Regions from separate parts of the Sus scrofa genome. Here region 2 is linked to region 1. The links are chromatin contacts, called in public Hi-C maps. All regions are on one chromosome and are shown on one strand. Each heading gives the region's core, a stretch centred on a gene start, on an enhancer-like site or on the middle of the called end of the contact. The rest is flanking DNA. Distances are from core to core; before and after follow the strand shown. Region 1 overlaps LOC100152209 (glutathione S-transferase omega-2). Region 2 holds the start of CFAP58 (cilia- and flagella-associated protein 58).

Region 1 (2,700 bases), core at 199-2,698:
AACACTGAGCATCTCTGTGAGAACTTTCCTTCCACCTTATCCTTTCCTACTCTCTCTCAATCATGGCCTCTGCCAGGGCACCAAGCTGACCTGGAGGTGTGATACAACCATGGTAAAAGAGCCTTTCAAAATTCTCTCCTTCCTGTTTCATTCCATGGATAAGGTCTTCAGGCAACTTGACTTAAAATCATTCTTCTGTGTTCTCAGTTTCAACTAAGCCCCTTGCTTAGAGCCAATTAGCTGCTTTTCACAAATTTCAGGATAGTCAGAGGTGAAATAAACTGTCAGTCTTAATGTCCAATGTCTTATCTTTCCTAGGTGTTCTGTCATCAGAAACAGAACAGGAAGCTGTGGCTATACCTCAACCCACTTAGTGGTGGTTCTGTTAACACACAATATCTTTTTTTTCGTTTAGGGTCGCAGGTGCAGCATATGGAAGTTCCCAGGCTAGGGGTAAATAGGAGCTACAGCTGTCAGCCTACACCACAGCCACAGCAACAGCAGGATCAGAGCTGTGTCTGCAACCTACACCACAGCTCACCGAAATGCCAGATCCTTAACCCATGATCCAGGTCAGGGATCAAACCCACCTCCTGATGGATACTAGTCGGGTTCATTACCCCTGAGCCACAATGGGAACTCCTAAAAACTCTGTTTTGGGTTAATTCGCCCACCTGCCACATCTAATGATATTGGCCATTCTTAAGGCTTAATAGCTTTCTCAGAGCTATTATCCCTGGTATCCTCAAGCAAGGAAAAATAGCTACTTCAAGATGATGACTTTCAGCCCACCCCACCCCCACCCTCGTCCCCCACGTCCCCCACATCCCCCAGGAGGTCACACTAAGGCCAGAGGAGGGAACCAAGGCTCTAGCTTCAAGCCCTCAGGGGTCCTTTAAGTGTGACCACTTCTTCAATTCAGCTTAAGAATTGAGACATTTTAGGAAAAGCCATTTGATGTTCTGGAATAGTAGAAAGCCCTATTTTTAAAACCTTCTGTTCTCCAGCTCACTGAAAAATGACTGCATATTCTTCTCTTGCTCTTAGATGTGACAGGGGATGAGGACCGAGCACGCTAATGAAGAGGAAGGGGCTGCTTGGTAAAACAAAACTTGAAACAGCTGCTCCTCTACGCGGGCCTCTCGGTCTCCCTCAGGCGGACGAAAGGAGGCTGGCTCTAGAGCGCACGTAGAAGGCCTCCTTGTGGCCATTGTTATGAAGTGCACCGGCCGAGATACCCCTCTGAGAGCTTCACCAAGGAAAAAAGAAATTGGCATTTTACGGGGCGCACGATCATAAAGAGAAGCGAATCACAAACGTCCTCAAACCAGGTATCCTAAAAAGCTTCAGTCTACAGTCTTGGACTCTCAGGTGCAGCTTCAATGACTGCACTTCAAAGCTTGACGCGGCCACTTGCCCTGCCTGTGGTCATTTACACCACTGCCCACAAATCCCGAGTCTCTGACCAGAACAGTGTTGTGGCTCTAAGCAGGTGCTGCTGTCCTAGCCTAAGGAGGAGAAAGAGGTTGTTCTTGATGGAAATAGTTCTGAAGAAGCAGAAACCCCCCTTCCCCCAATAAAATACACAAAGCCCCCTACAGGTACATCAGCAATGCAGTCCTTTATCCAGGAGCAGAAGCAAAGTACTCAGCTCCAGGGCAGAAATTTTCTGAGTTCATACAAGATAAGGATTTCAAATGTCAGGTCCCTACCACACTGACATACTCTAGCTGAGGCTGCGCTAACAACAACGAATGGATTCCCTTTAAAACAAACCAAGGGTATAGAACAAAGTTAAAGCACAGATAAAACCACTTCCCTAGAAAGACCCCCGAGAAGTAGGATCCAAGGGGATCACGCCCCTCCCTCTGGTCATCACTTTCAACTCAGAGTCTGCTGTGAAGATTCAGAACACAACTTGTCAATACTTGTCAAAGGACCACCCTGAAAATTCTATCCTGGAATCCTTTTCATGGGCTTCCTTTGTTAAAATGTACTTGTGAGACAGTAGGGGGGAAAGCTATGGGGCAAGGCTTGACAAGTCAAATACCTTTAAAGCGACGGATGGTGGATGAAAATATAAATGAATATTTATCAAATCTCTGAAGGGGGCAAAGAGGAAGACGATTTTCTTTCTTTCTTTTTTTGGCCTCGCCTGTGGCATGTGGAAGTTCCTAGGCCAGGGATCAAACCCTAGCCACAGCAGTGACCTGAGCCACAGCAGTGACAACCACTAGGCCACCAGAGAACTCCAAGGATTTTGTATAAAAACAGTGGAAGAGGTCACAACAGGAAAGGCTTATAGTACAATATTTTTAATGTTATATTTCTATATGTACCAAAAAAGACAAATCATAAGTTAAAGCAAAAAAATGTGTCTTAAAAACAGGCCAATATCCTTTATATATATAAGGACTAATTTTTTAAAAAAATCAACAAGGAAAATCATTAAGCCCTTAACAAACAAATGGGTAACAGACAATTTTCACAAATACAACACAAAGAGATGGCGTACTTTGGGGAAAATTTTCCACTTCACTAACAATCAAAGAAATACACATTAAATGAACAAAGAGAGACTGTTTCTTTCCAAAACAGGCAAATATCTTCTTTCATGCACTCTCCCAACAGTGAAAAGGAGATGGTACCAGGGGCACATGCACTCATAGCACGTGGGCGGCAAACAGCAAAGACTCGGGG
Region 2 (2,700 bases), core at 122-2,621, 58 kb before region 1:
GTATCCATGAGGATGCACTCAGTGGGTTAGGGATCCCGAGTTGCCATGAGCTGAGGTGTAGGGCCACAGATGCATCTCCCATCCAGCATGGCTGTGGGATAGGCTGGCAGCTATAGCTCCATTTGACCCCTAGCCTGGGAACTTCCATATGCTGCACCTGCAGCCCTAAAAAAAAAAAAGGAACTGCAATAGAGGTGGGTGCATGATGGTGGTGAGAGAAGCTGGGACCAGGACTGGCTTCATGGGCGTGTGAACTATGCAGTTGCACAGGGCCCCTTGTCCCGAGGTGCCCCATCCTTAGTTTAATGCTCTGCTGAAATTCTTAATAAATCTAACAAGAAGCTCTGCATTTTCATCTTTCACTGAGCCGCACAAACTACGAAGCTGATCCTGGTTAGGACTGACTATGTGATGGGTGAGTGGGGGAAGGGCTCTGAGGGAGCAATGAAGGATTTGGGTTAGGGTCATAGTGGATCAGGACTGTGGCTGGAAGATGACAACAGGGACCTTGCAAGGGCTCAGGACAGCCCATGGGTCATTAAAGGGTTGCAGAAATTAACCCCTCATCAGTGAGGCTGAAGATGGGCTGTGCTACAAAATGAGGGAGTAAATGGAGGGTTTAAAGATATCAAAATAATGGTCAGTGACAACACAGGGCAGTGGTGACCGGTTGAAGAGCTTAATGAAGATGTGTCACAGCAGGTGGTCAGATGATAGGGAATTGTGGTGTGACAGGTGGACAAGGGTCGGTAAACAGGGGTGACATTGCATATTTATGAAGCCTTCTTCCAGGTCCTCCCAGTCAGCAAGACATCAGTGTTTCTGTGTTTATCTCTCCTGTAGATAACGGCTCAAAACCTAGGGGTGGGGCCTTTCTTGTGTGAGTCTGGGAACTTACTGATTTCCTACTGTGCTTAGCAGAGCACCAGTTAAATAGGGTGGGGTGGGGGTGTCCACCCAATGGAAGGAGAGGCAAAAGATAATGGGGCCGGAGCCTAAGGGCACGGGGGCCGGGGGCCGGGGGTGCGGGGGGTGAAGCTGCAGGTTGAGATAGGGTGTTGACTGGGGGAATACTGGAAATCAGTGAATGTGACAGAAGGTAAGTCTACAGTAGAAGAGATACGACGGGACTGGGAGGGGTTGAGTGAGCAAGGGAGGACAGAGAGAGGGGCACCGACTTCTGACCTCGGCCATCCTGACGGGCTCTGCGGGTGGCCTCAGAGGCTGCGGTGGAGGTCTCGGAAACTGGGCGGGAGTCTGAGGAATGGGCTATGCACCGCCCCCAGCATCTAAAACAGCGCCAAGTTACTTGTTTCCCCCCAAAAGGGGGCGAAACCCTGCGCGCGGCGCGTCCTCCGGTCTCCTGGCAACCGCCACGCCCTGTGCCGGCGCCGGAGGACGTTCGAAAGAGGTGGAGCCTCCGAGGCCTGCTCCAGGGCGGTGTTTCCCAGAGTCGTATGCAAATATTCTGAATGGGGCGGAAGCACGAAGATGAAGGGCGGTGCCTCTTGGGGACTGGGAAGAGTCCCAAGCTGTGCGCTGAAGATAGAAACATCTTAGAAAGAAGAGGCGCTGGGCAAGACCTGGGAGCTGTCAGTGGAGAACCGGGGACTAATACGTAGAAGACGGTCTGTAATCAGAGGGCTCTGAATTAGGAAAGACCGTCAGTCACACTCTGCCCTCTGTCATATTGGTGACCTGGTCAGGGGAACAAGAAATAATCTAGAGTCAATTCTAACCCTTATGACTATAGCTACTATACGCAGGACGCGGGGGGGGGGGGGCACTAAGGCAGAGAAAACACAGACCTTGCCCCCAAAGGGTTTAGTCACTAGTGGTGAGGAAGATAGGGAGCAGAGGAAGAGGCAGTCTGGAAAAACGTGTGTGAAGCCATGTCGTGAATATCTGCCTGGTATCTGAGACTCCTTTCTTCTCCCTCTCCTCTCTTTCACTATCTCCCTCCTCTTCCACCCCTTTTAGATTCCAAGTGCAAGGTTGGAGTTCTCTGAAACGTGCAAGATTCCTCTCTTTTTTTTTTCCCCCTTTATCCATCCCCATCCCTACTCCCACCTCATCCTCAGCCTCCATAGGAAGTCATGCTACAGTGCTTGGATATATATTTTCGAAAAATGTATAGTATTTTCATTAGTGCATTTTTTTAATTGTAATAATGGTATTGGACTTTAGGGATCATCTTATTTTCTACTGTTTTCACTCACCATTCTTTTTAAGGCTTTATCCCTGTTGCACTTGGTGGTGCAATCCCCAGTTCATTGCTTCTGGTAGCTACATAGCATTCCATATTGGACATCCACACATTTTACTTCCATCTCTCAAGCGCTGAATACCAGCGCTGCCTCCACCTGTCCAATACCACAAACAGTTCAGCAGTGGTCTTCCTTGTCCATGGTACTTTGTGGACTCTTCTGAAATATATAGCCTAAGCATGAGACTATTGAAACCATAAGGGAGGCACAGGGACATCAAATTCAGCTGTGCAACTTGTTCTACACAAAGACATTCAGCCAGGGGGCCAGTGGAAGCTGAAAAACAGCTTCCCTACCCTCTTGCCTATGTCATGTGCCCTGCTAGCAGAAGATACATCCTTTCCTTCCCACAAAACTCTGTTCCTTAGTCAAGCCATGAACCTACAGGCTGTGAGACTATCCAGAGGGTACCCAAATTTATCTGCCCAGCAGT

Evidence for each region. A called contact is a pair of places that touch in the nucleus more often than the background predicts.
Region 2: a Hi-C map of retroperitoneal adipose tissue shows a contact between it and region 1, with 5 times the contacts expected there. The contact joins the promoter of CFAP58 here to the enhancer-like site in region 1. A contact is called at or near these places in 2 of 5 promoter capture datasets (fetal liver and liver), 31 of 47 Hi-C or Micro-C datasets (adipocytes, adipose tissue, alveolar macrophages and 16 more) and 2 of 2 datasets of contacts at active chromatin or transcription factors (alveolar macrophages and skeletal muscle).

The regions. Positions count from the first base shown.
Region 1 is chr14:115,233,304-115,236,003 of Sscrofa11.1, reverse strand. All of the region lies in intron 5 of LOC100152209 (glutathione S-transferase omega-2), which reads right to left. Among named protein-coding and RNA genes, the nearest start is that of GSTO1, 28 kb to the right of the region's middle. Within about 2 kb of position 1,448, at least 16 of the 83 cell types and tissues checked have an H3K27ac peak or open chromatin away from gene starts, as enhancers often do. A contact at or near this core is called in adipose tissue, fetal liver and retroperitoneal adipose tissue, where this site is marked.
Region 2 is chr14:115,291,057-115,293,756 of Sscrofa11.1, reverse strand. It overlaps CFAP58 (cilia- and flagella-associated protein 58), which reads right to left and starts at 1,371. Exons shown (of 18, transcript XM_005671442.3): 1 at 1,186-1,371. The coding sequence starts at 1,194.